3 separate regions of the Gossypium arboreum genome follow, and regions 2 and 3 are each linked to region 1. Evidence: chromatin contacts called from public Hi-C data. All regions are on one chromosome and are shown on one strand. The core of a region is the stretch at or near the end of the contact, and the rest is flanking DNA. Distances in the headings are between cores, read along the strand shown. Region 1 holds the start of LOC108464008. Region 2 holds the start of LOC108489389 (protein IQ-DOMAIN 29-like). Region 3 holds the start of LOC108451864 (nudix hydrolase 1).

Region 1 (3,422 bases), core at 241-2,740:
ATAAACTTACAGAGAGAGCATCTGAGACAGAATCCAGATGTTTTGTTAAGTTCTCCACAGCCATCGCCATATTGCGTTTTGTGACCCAGAAAAGATCAGAGAACGAAATACCCTAGTAATTAGAAAAGGAAAGAAAAAAAAATATGTTAGTCAAATTACAAAGCAGACAGAATGAATGAAGAGTAATAGAGCTAATTGTAGAAGTTAATATCAATATATAAAAGTATCGATTTTGTTGAATAATGCAGATGCAAATAATCAAAAGTGACAGGGCAAGCATTGGGGGATTTTATTTTGTATAAGACAAGATAACTAATTCTACGTAGCCACAGAATAGAAACCATATTAATAAATAAAGAAACATTGACAAACAGGGCAGTCATCAGCGGATATATCTTGGATAAAAATGATAGTTAATTCTACTATGTAAAAAAGAAACCATATCAGTAATCAATTAAATCATGGCATACCTTCCACCACATGTAACCATAACCCAATGCCCCCAATGTTGCGGCTGGTACTACAAGAGAGGTTAACTTACCTGCCAAATCAAGAAAAAAGCAAACAACCAAAGCAAATCCACTTAGAAAATGCTTCATCTAATCCCGTTAATGCAATTATAAACTGGTTTCACATATATGCGCCTAAAAGAACTACTATTTAAGCAAATATAATCAAGAAAATACCGCCAGAATCCCCATTCAGAACAGTTATCTGCCGTGCTGATGCCAGTTGCCTGATCTCCGTTGACAAACGACGCACCTACAAATTAATAAAAAAAGATCAATATTACAACCAAAAGATTTAAACTTTGAGCTCTATTTCCTCATTTACCTGAGCTAGAAGTGCATCTGAATCATCAGCTTGCTCCCCCGATTTTTCGAGTCCCTTCACCAGCGACTGCCAAATCAGGAAAAAAGGAGTTCAAAGCTAAAATTAGTAGACGAAAAAGAATGAAAAGTTGAAACCTAGTCAATCAACACAAAATCCAAAGGAAAAATATTTGAATCATAGGGCAGGGAGAAACTAGCAAATCAAAACAAACAAAACAATCAAAACTAACCTGCAATTCGCCTAATATGTCCGATAATTTACCGTTTTTCAGGAGGACAGTACCCGTATAACCTGAAAGCGAAATTAGCAAGTTGAAGTCAAAATTAAAACAGTAAGAAAAATAAAAAAGAAGAATTGAAGTAAGAAATTCAGTTGGAAAGGTACCGGCGCCGGCTAAGATCAAGATCTTCGACAAACCTACTCCGGTTTGCATAGCCATGACAGTGTTTTCGATAGCTTGCCAAAGAGAATTTGGCTGTGGTTATGGCTGAAACTGAGAAAAGCTTTGGGGTATTGAGTTTAAAGTTCACGATTGCTTAGCTGACAGCGGATATAAAACATACATTCATACATACATAAAGTTTCGTCTTGTTCCGAATATTTGAAATGCCGTCGTTTCCAGTCGCTACTGCCTTTATATGAGGATTGAGGAGGAAGTAAAACTGCGTCGTCTAGATTAAATAATACAGTGTTGGGACTTGTTTTGGGCTGAGCTTTTAGTCTAAATCAAATCCACGAGACTCCTTTAATAAATATTCATATTAAGAGTTCTTTCAATCCGTTGTCCAAAGTTTAAATCCAAGATATAAAAATTTAAACATTACGGGTTAACTTTTTTGTAGATTTTTTTATTAGTGTTAGTAATATATTTCAAGTATTTCGAATTAGATAATGAATTAAAAAGAAATAAATGAAAAATCAATTCACTTGACACAAAATAATTGTTTATTCGAAATATCTTTAGACCCAAAAATGGGCAAAATATGTTCAATAGAAGTTTCAGAGTTACTTTCTTCTTATATGTATATGTATGTGTATATATATACTTGAAGGAAGACCAAGTCATCAGACCGTCCACAAAAATTGAAGCCTAAATACATTCCTTATGAACATCAATTTTGTGGATATTATAAGTTGCATACTATTTATTAGAGTGGTTCAAGGAGTAAAATGGGTCCGGCCAAGTTCATATAGTAAAAAAGAAAAAATTATTTATGCCTGACTTGATTTGATCCGTTTGATTCGAAAATTCTGTTTTATTGAAATATTCAAACATACTTTTATATTAGGTTTAATTATAAGTTTATACTTTATAAGAAATGAGAATTTTATATTACTATTGATTTTACTAAGTTAATCTCGTTGTTAGTTTTTGAAAAAAATTAGTAATTTGTAAACTTGAACTATTTACTTTTATTAATTTATTTTCTATAATTGAATGAATTGATAAAATTATATTTTTATTATTATAAAATTATAATTTAATTTCGCCTAATAATAATTTTTTCTTACTTCCCTCCAACATGTACCTCCATGAAACCATAAAGTTAAGGGATGCAACAGTGGATGTGCTGTAGCATCCACTTCCACAAAAGTATTAGTGTCTAATCAATTAGGTCTCTCTTAGGAGCAAATACAAGGGACCAAGTAGGGGCCTTGCCCCTACCCCAAAGAAAGGTGAAATTGTGTTTAAATCCCTTTAAAAATTATCCATTATAAGTTAATATAATGGTAAAAATTATATTTTGACTCCTCTAAAATTTAAAATTCTATTAATCTCCTCTATTTATTATTATTATTATTTTTGCCTTCGCCCCTAATCCTTTTGCTAGCTTAGAGATTAAATGCTAACTCAAATTTAACACGTGGATCAAATTATAAACATGAGTATAACTATTTTATGGATCCAAATTGTTCAAACAATAGGTATACATATGTTTTAAATATGCTTCATGCCAATTTTGAGCAGTCATTTAACGCTTAAGCTAACGGTTAAATTAGCTCAATTAAAATGTTTTAAGTTTAGGAATCAATTTAGAATACGAACCATAATTTAGGGATGTTCAGAGGAGTTAACCCATACTTAAATTAAGTTACCATCAATGCACTTGTTTTCATTTTCATAACGAACAAAATCAAACATCTTGAATGTTGTCAGTCCAATTGGAGTTGGATTTTCGTACTCAAATACTAGTTCGAATTATACAAGTGTCAATGACACTTTTACAAGTAAAAAATAATTTACCATGAAATGAGCCCCACATTGGTTAAGTGTTGAACTCAAAGCACTGATTTAGAGCCTTTTCTTCAGCTGAGAAGAATCTAAACTTCCTTGTTAACTGGTTCAAACAAATCCCATAATACAGAAACTCTAATTTGTTTCTCATCAGGGAAAGCTATGTAGGAAAAAAAAAATCATTACTTGCAATCTTTTTTAAATCTATGTTTTGCTTATTAACTTTTAATTTGCAGGTCATTATGTACCACAACTTGCAGCTTTTGTGCTGGACTACAATAAACATTCCAATGGCAGTCCAATTAGGCTCAAAGCTCTTGCAGTTAATTCTAATGGCAGTCCAATTAGGCTT
Region 2 (3,422 bases), core at 264-2,763, 590 kb after region 1:
TTAAATTATTATATTGTTGCACGTTGTTTTATTTAATTTTTTATTTTTTACTTTAATATTGTAATATAATTTCAATTTGTTCCAAATTTCTATGTGATTCTTAATAGTTTTATGTATCAAGTTAATTTTTTTAGTTATAAACGTTGATTGTCGTCTGATTTTGATTTTGTTCAATGATAAAGTGGCAAATTTTCAAAATAACTTTCACAATGAAACAACTTTTACAATTACATTAAAAAAATCATTATTGATTAATGTTGATAATAAATTTGAATGGTTGTAGACTTCTTATACTACTATTAGAGAAACAATGTTGACATAAAGCTTAACTTATAATTCAATAATTTAGATTTAATAGTTAACTTTATAATTTAAAATTTAGATTTAATAATGAACTTCATAGTTTAAGTATTAAAAAATGTTGAAATAAATTAAGCTTAAATTATAATTTAATAATTGAATACAGAATTTAAGTAGGATGATTCTATTTGAAAAGATTAATTTAAAATTGAGTTTTAATGTAAATAAAATTCTAAACATAAAATAGGAAACAAATTTTTCATTAATTAAAAAATTAAGATTGAAGAAGAAAATGTGTAAATATACAATATGCCCATCTTTTAAATATTCTACAAATACACTTTCAATAGTATGAATTACAATTTGAAAGTATTCTATTTATAAATATTATTTATTTTAATAATGATCACGAAATAAAAATATTTTATTAAATAATTAAAATGCTAATATATATATTTACGTGTAATGTACGTAATATTAAAAACTAGTTAAGCGAAATAAACGAACATGAACAAGATTTTGAAGCTTATTTATTAAGTGATTTGAACAAAAAAATTTGACCAGTTCTTTTATGTTAATGAATAAGTTTATTTATGTTTGTTTAATACTTATTTAATAAATTATTTAAACTTGTTTATTGTTTCATTAGTATAAATCAATAAAATATTGTAGTTTGTATGCTTTTTTATAATACAATTATTAATATTTACATGACTATTTTATATCTAAAATGATATATATTTATTGTTTGTTTGTTTTCTTATTATTTATAAACATGTTTAATTATATGTTCATGAACATGTTTATTTAATGTTCATTTAACTTAAACAAACAAACATGAATACAAATAACTAAAAAAATAAACATTGAATTTATTTTGAAATTCTTAATGAATACTGAAAAAGCTTAAAAATAGACAAACGAACATGAATAAATGTCCGTTTGTTCAAACTCGTTAATTTATAGCCCTAAACGTAAGTATAATTTATCCTTATAATTATGATTTATAAATTATATGGTGATACAAGTGTTTTTTTATGAATTATTTTAATTATAAAATATAAATTTATTTAAACATTTAGTTATTAATATTCGTGATAAAAATAAAATATCATAATTTTATAAAAATGTGACTGAAAATATCATAACAATTTAATGAAATATTATTTTTGATAATCTTGCCTCTGGACAACCAATTACCAAAATATTATCTTCTAATCCAATAAACCAATAACATTCCACCTCGTAATTTAAATAAATAATCTTGCCTTCTTTGCCCTAACATCGAATGTATAAAAAATAAGATAGAGATACCTCTCCCCCGTTCCATTGATGTCACTAACCCTAATTATACTTACACACCTACTTCTCTTGTGATTCATTTTACACATTTAATTCTGAAGGCCGTTTTCATCTCTTTCTTAGCTTTTATTTAGTTTTAAATTCACTCCAAAAAAAAAAAAACACTGCACGGGAATCTCTTGTTCGAGGAATCCTTCACGGTACGAAATTCGTTCTTCAGATCTCTGAATGCTCACTGTTTAACTGTTCCTTGGTTTTTTCTTCTGGTAATGGCAGCTTAGTAGCGAACAAGGACTTCAAATTTGCTGCATTTTTCAGGTGAAAGCTTTTGATCCTCTCCTTCTCTTTCACCTTTTTCCAGTTCTGCCGACACGCTTGCTTTTACTTCTTTTCTTCTTGATTTAGTTGTATTAGTTTTCGTTTATTTAAGTAGATGTGGATTTTGGCCGTGTATCTTTTACTTTTTTACCGTTGAGATTGTGAAGAAAATCTGAAAACTGAAAAGTAAAATTTCAAACTTTCTTTATTTTAGTTTGCTTGTCTAGCTTCAATAGTTTCAGTCATCAATTTGTGTGTGTATTTTTTTTTATTGTTGAATTATTTTTTGGTCTTTTTTGTTAACTTATTATAACTAACAAGCTATTGATTATGTAGTGTAGTAACATTTTGACTGCCATTAATTGCAAGCTGTATTAGGATATTGAGAACGTTTGGTTGTTTTTAAAAGTCTACTTTAAAAAAAAAAAAAAGAAAAAGTTTAATGTTAACATGCTAAATATCGACGTTTTGGTTGCGTATGACTTTCGCAGATTTCCAGATTTAGAAACTTGGAATTTTAATTATTTTTGGGTCTAACGGAGATGGGAAAATCTCCAGCAAAATGGATCAAGACCTTACTTCTTGGGAAGAAATCTTCAAAGTCCAGTTTCTCAAAAGGAAAAGAGAAGCTGGTGAGGAAGTACTAATTATCTTCAAATATTAAATAGCTTTTGAAATGTTGCATTTTCTAATTTTGTTGATTATTATGTTCAGAAATCTGCAAATAAAGGTGAGGTTTTGGTTTCTTCCAAGGTGACTGTGTCTGACCTATCAGTGGATCCTCCATCAATTTCAGCACCTATTCTAGTGAATAGCGCTAGGAATGTGGTGGACTCTGAGAAGGGTATACCTGCCCAATTGCCAAATGATGGGGCAAATATTCCATCTCCAAAAGTGGATGGAAATGATGCCACAACTGGTAATTTTGGTAACCCAGAAAATCCTGATAGGATTGGGCTTGACCCAGCTGCTGTGACGGTACAGGCTGCTTTCAGAGGTTATCTGGTAGCTACTCTCCCTTTAAAAGTTACTTTTATACTTAAAGGTTATGCATAGTGATGAAACTTGTAAGCATTTTACTGCTGTAGTCTTCATTCAGTTGTATGAAAACTCTGCTGACTGTTATTGACAGTAACTTGAATACACTGTCATTGTTCTGCTTATTTTTCTAATATTGGAACCTTGCACTCTGCATCTTGCCTTATGTTGTTGATGATGATTGTTTTTACTTAAAGTTAAGGATATGTGAGGATTGGGTGACATGTGATAGATTCATACTTCTTTCATGGTATGATCTAGATCTTTTGTTTTATTGGGAGGTAGAACATTGAACCACTTATTGGTTTAACTGCTTGTATATGTCAGACTCTACAATTGGCTGGCTGTCTCTATGTTTTATATTTACTTCATGCTTCTTATTGTTTGTATGTATATTTAGCCCCTTGCTGTTGACAGAAACAAGCATAGGGAATCCATGTGAATGAAAATTTCTTAGGGGCCTG
Region 3 (3,422 bases), core at 341-2,840, 540 kb before region 1:
TCCATTCTGTGTTTGTTTCCCTCAAATCGTCCCTGCATTTTCATACAGCATAATGGAAGGGGAAGATTCTTTGCATCAGTTCTCTCCTGAAGTTCTGGTGCAGGACTCAAACGTTAAGCCTGCTGTTTCTCTCCTTCCTCCTGTCATTCTTTTTCATGGCACTGCAGATTATTCTATTCCTGCGGATGCCAGGTTTAAATCTCGTCCTCTCAATTCATAATTCTAAATGTTTGTTCCTTTGTTGTTAATAATTATATGTGCATACATGGATAAGGCCCTTGATAATCATCATAGATTACAGCAATACTACTTTTCATTTTCTTCTTCTGCATCTAGATTGTTATGATGTTGCTATGTAGTGATTGTTGAATGACTAGGTCACAGCTGATTCAAATGCAGATTTCTTATAACAAGTTTTCCTTCTCCTTGCAGTCAAAATTTTGCTGATACGCTTCGAAGAGTTGGAGGGAAAGCAGAATCCATATTGTATGATGGAAAGACTCACACAGATTTGTTTCTTCAGGTAATGGAAGAAGTAACCATGCTTTGTGTTTTGTTTTATTTTGGGTGAATGTTGTATAAATATTCTGCCAACATACATGTAAAATAAATAATCAGGATCCCATGAGAGGCGGCAGAGATGAGATGTTTGAAGATGTTGTTGCCATCATACATGGTGAAGATGAAGCAGCCCTTGCAAAAGATGCCGTGGCGCCTCCAAGAAGACGCCTTGTACCTGAGTTCATGTTGAAATTGGCTCATGATGTCAGCCCTTTCTAGCCATTCATCATTTACTCTCAGATGCTATGAAAATGAATTGTAGCCATGACTATAACATTAATATAACAACAATGGAAGTAAGTTTGTAGATGATCTTTACCAGGCCTTTTATCCCCCTTCATTTAATCCTATTTGATATCTTTTAACATGGGTTTCGGAACAAGACAAGAAAATTAAATTTAAGTTCAGTAATGGATTGGATTGTTTCTTACTTACATAGAGCTGTGTTTGTTAATATAAATTAGGGTTAATTACACCAATGTCCCCACACCGTGGTCTAGATTCTAAAATGCTCATCAAACTTAAAAACATTTTAATTAAATCCTTAAAATACAATAACATGTTTAAAAACAGTCAAATTATATATATATATATATATATATATATATATATATATATAAGTCAAGCTAATATTTAATACTTAAATAGATAGTTAATTAATACAATATTAATATTTGAAGATACAATTAAAATATTTTAAATGAATTTAATACACTTTTAAAAATTTCATCTCTTTACATATTTTAATCTCACCGTATGTATGTTATTATAAACGTATCTCTCTTCTAAAAAAAGAGTTGCATATTATTGTTTTCATATTTAGATCGATTGAGATATCAATCTGAATCTATTAAAATTTTTAATAATTTATTTAGTTAAACCGGTGCAACTTCCACAATAGCATCCTAACTACGAAGAATGTTATCAGTGACGACAGAGATAGACAAAGACAAAAAACAGAAGTCAAAATAGCAAGTTAAAACCAGCCCACCAACAAAGAAAGATGACTGGGCCGCGCACTTTCCCTTACATTTTGATAATATAATATATTATACGCCACCTTTGACTGCCTAATTGCGTTGTCCCCCAGTCTCCCTTCTCTTTATTACTAGTCCAGAGAACCCACCAACTGAACTGTCATTCGAGATGGAGGAAACACAGCCCGTGCCACGAGTAGGTGTTGTGCTGTTCGTGTTGAAGGGGAAATCGGTCCTCCTGGGTCGCCGCCGCGCCTCAATCGGTGAATCCACCTTTGCTCTCCCCGGCGGCCACCTCGAGTTTGGTCCGTCTCTCTCTCTCACTCAACTCACATCTCTACTTGTTTCGCTTTCATTAATTAAAAAAAAAAGGGCAAAATAATTGTTGGCAGGTGAGAGCTTCGAAGAGTGCGGAGCCAGAGAGCTGATGGAGGAGACGGGCTTGGTAATGGGGAAAGCAGACTTCTTAACAGTGACCAGTAAAGTCTTCCTGGACAAATCCAAACCCTGCCATTACGTCATCATCTTTCTCCGTGCAGTGCTGGCTGACCCTAATCAAGTTCCACAAAACCCGGAGCCAGACAAATGCGACGGCTGGGATTGGTATGACTGGGATAATCTGCCCCAACCTTTGTTTTCGACGCTTGACGAAATGGTACGAAGTGGCTTCAACCCCTTTCCCTCCACTTGACAGCCGCTGAATGAATACGTTTTCTATTCTTACATATTGCTTGCGTATAATTGATCCATGGGTTATTTTAATTTCATCATGATGTATTCAGTGACCAATGTTGTTTGTAATATGAATCTTAGATGGTGAACTTTTATGGTTTATATTATGTAGCTAAGTGATTTCAAGAGTGAAATTTGCATGGATTTTTTGTTCTTGTTATCTGGATTTTAAGATATATGCAAGGTAGTGGAGTTTTAATGTATTTAACAAATGCAAACTAGTAGCTTCCCTTTAATTAAGAAAAAGTAGATCTTCTTTCTGAAGGGAAAGGTGTACCGCTAGGTGGAATTGTAAGGAGTTTGATATTTTTAAGCAAGATTTCGGATTCAAATATGGTCGACGAAGAAAATAATACTGAGAGCGCTTTACTCTCTATTTAGTGGTCTGACTTGGCTTGACTCTGAATTTAGTCGAAACACAATATGACTATTGGATACCAGACAAAAAAAAGTAAAATTAAAAACCCCTCGTAAATTTCATGAATGCTGAGATGCTAAGTTGTTATTTTATATGGGCAGAATCAGCTACTTATGCTAATTCTCACTCTGCTCCTCCTGTAATGAAGCAAATGTCCTCGTTACCTTTGCTTCAGAAACTCATTTTCCCAGCCGTTGGAAATGTTTCGAGTCTTCATTTTTCTTAGAAGTATCTGTTTCCGATATAACCCTTCAAAGATCATTTCAATACATGATAAAACCTAAACAAAGAAATGAACATATTTTGTGGGGATACATACTCGGTACTTACACTTGAATCCAAGTATTCCACAAACCCTTACATTTTGATTGTTGTTGATTGCTGTTTGTTATGCTTCACCACTTAATATTGTGCTCTTCTCTTGCTGGTTTCTTTCTATTTTATTTGTTCATCTAATTGTTTCCATTTATGAATAAATAGACGCATGGATTGGAAAATTTTACTTACTGTTGCCCTTGGACTTGCTGTTCTGCACATTTCAGGGAGGACTAGCAGTCCCTTTTAACTTAACCAAGAGGAGTGAGCCATAGAAACATGCATTGCATATGCATACCAAAACTAAATTACTGCCCAACACCTAAAATCCTCATCGTTTGGCCCAATTTCCACCCCAAAGCTAAGCTACAATTTGGGTAAGGTGAAGTGTAATTCTACATATCTATGGCATCATCCAT

What was found. A called contact is a pair of places that touch in the nucleus more often than the background predicts.
Region 2: a contact with region 1 is called in a Hi-C map of leaf, with 4 times the contacts expected there. The contact joins the promoter of LOC108489389 here to the promoter of LOC108464008 in region 1. A contact is called at or near these places in 2 of 5 Hi-C or Micro-C datasets (both in leaf).
Region 3: a Hi-C map of leaf shows a contact between it and region 1, with 6 times the contacts expected there. The contact joins the promoter of LOC108451864 here to the promoter of LOC108464008 in region 1. A contact is called at or near these places in 2 of 5 Hi-C or Micro-C datasets (both in leaf).

The regions. Positions count from the first base shown.
Region 1 is chr13:18,649,875-18,653,296 of ASM2569848v2, forward strand. LOC108464008 reads right to left here and starts at 1,491. Exons shown (of 13, transcript XM_017764059.2): 1 at 1,219-1,491; 2 at 1,064-1,125; 3 at 835-900; 4 at 687-762; 5 at 471-541; 6 at 11-112. The coding sequence starts at 1,273.
Region 2 is chr13:19,239,620-19,243,041 of ASM2569848v2, forward strand. LOC108489389 (protein IQ-DOMAIN 29-like) reads left to right here and starts at 1,514. Exons shown (of 8, transcript XM_017793920.2): 1 at 1,514-1,802; 2 at 1,879-1,920; 3 at 2,412-2,552; 4 at 2,635-2,925. The coding sequence starts at 2,463.
Region 3 is chr13:18,105,321-18,108,742 of ASM2569848v2, forward strand. LOC108451864 (nudix hydrolase 1) reads left to right here and starts at 1,591. Exons shown (of 2, transcript XM_017749557.2): 1 at 1,591-1,843; 2 at 1,931-2,404. The coding sequence starts at 1,708. The coding sequence ends at 2,229. It overlaps LOC108489906 (probable isoprenylcysteine alpha-carbonyl methylesterase ICMEL1), which reads left to right. Exons shown (of 10, transcript XM_017794635.2): 9 at 433-523; 10 at 619-995. The coding sequence ends at 780. It overlaps LOC128286879 (a long non-coding RNA gene), which reads left to right and starts at 3,173. Exons shown (of 2, transcript XR_008277546.1): 1 at 3,173-3,380.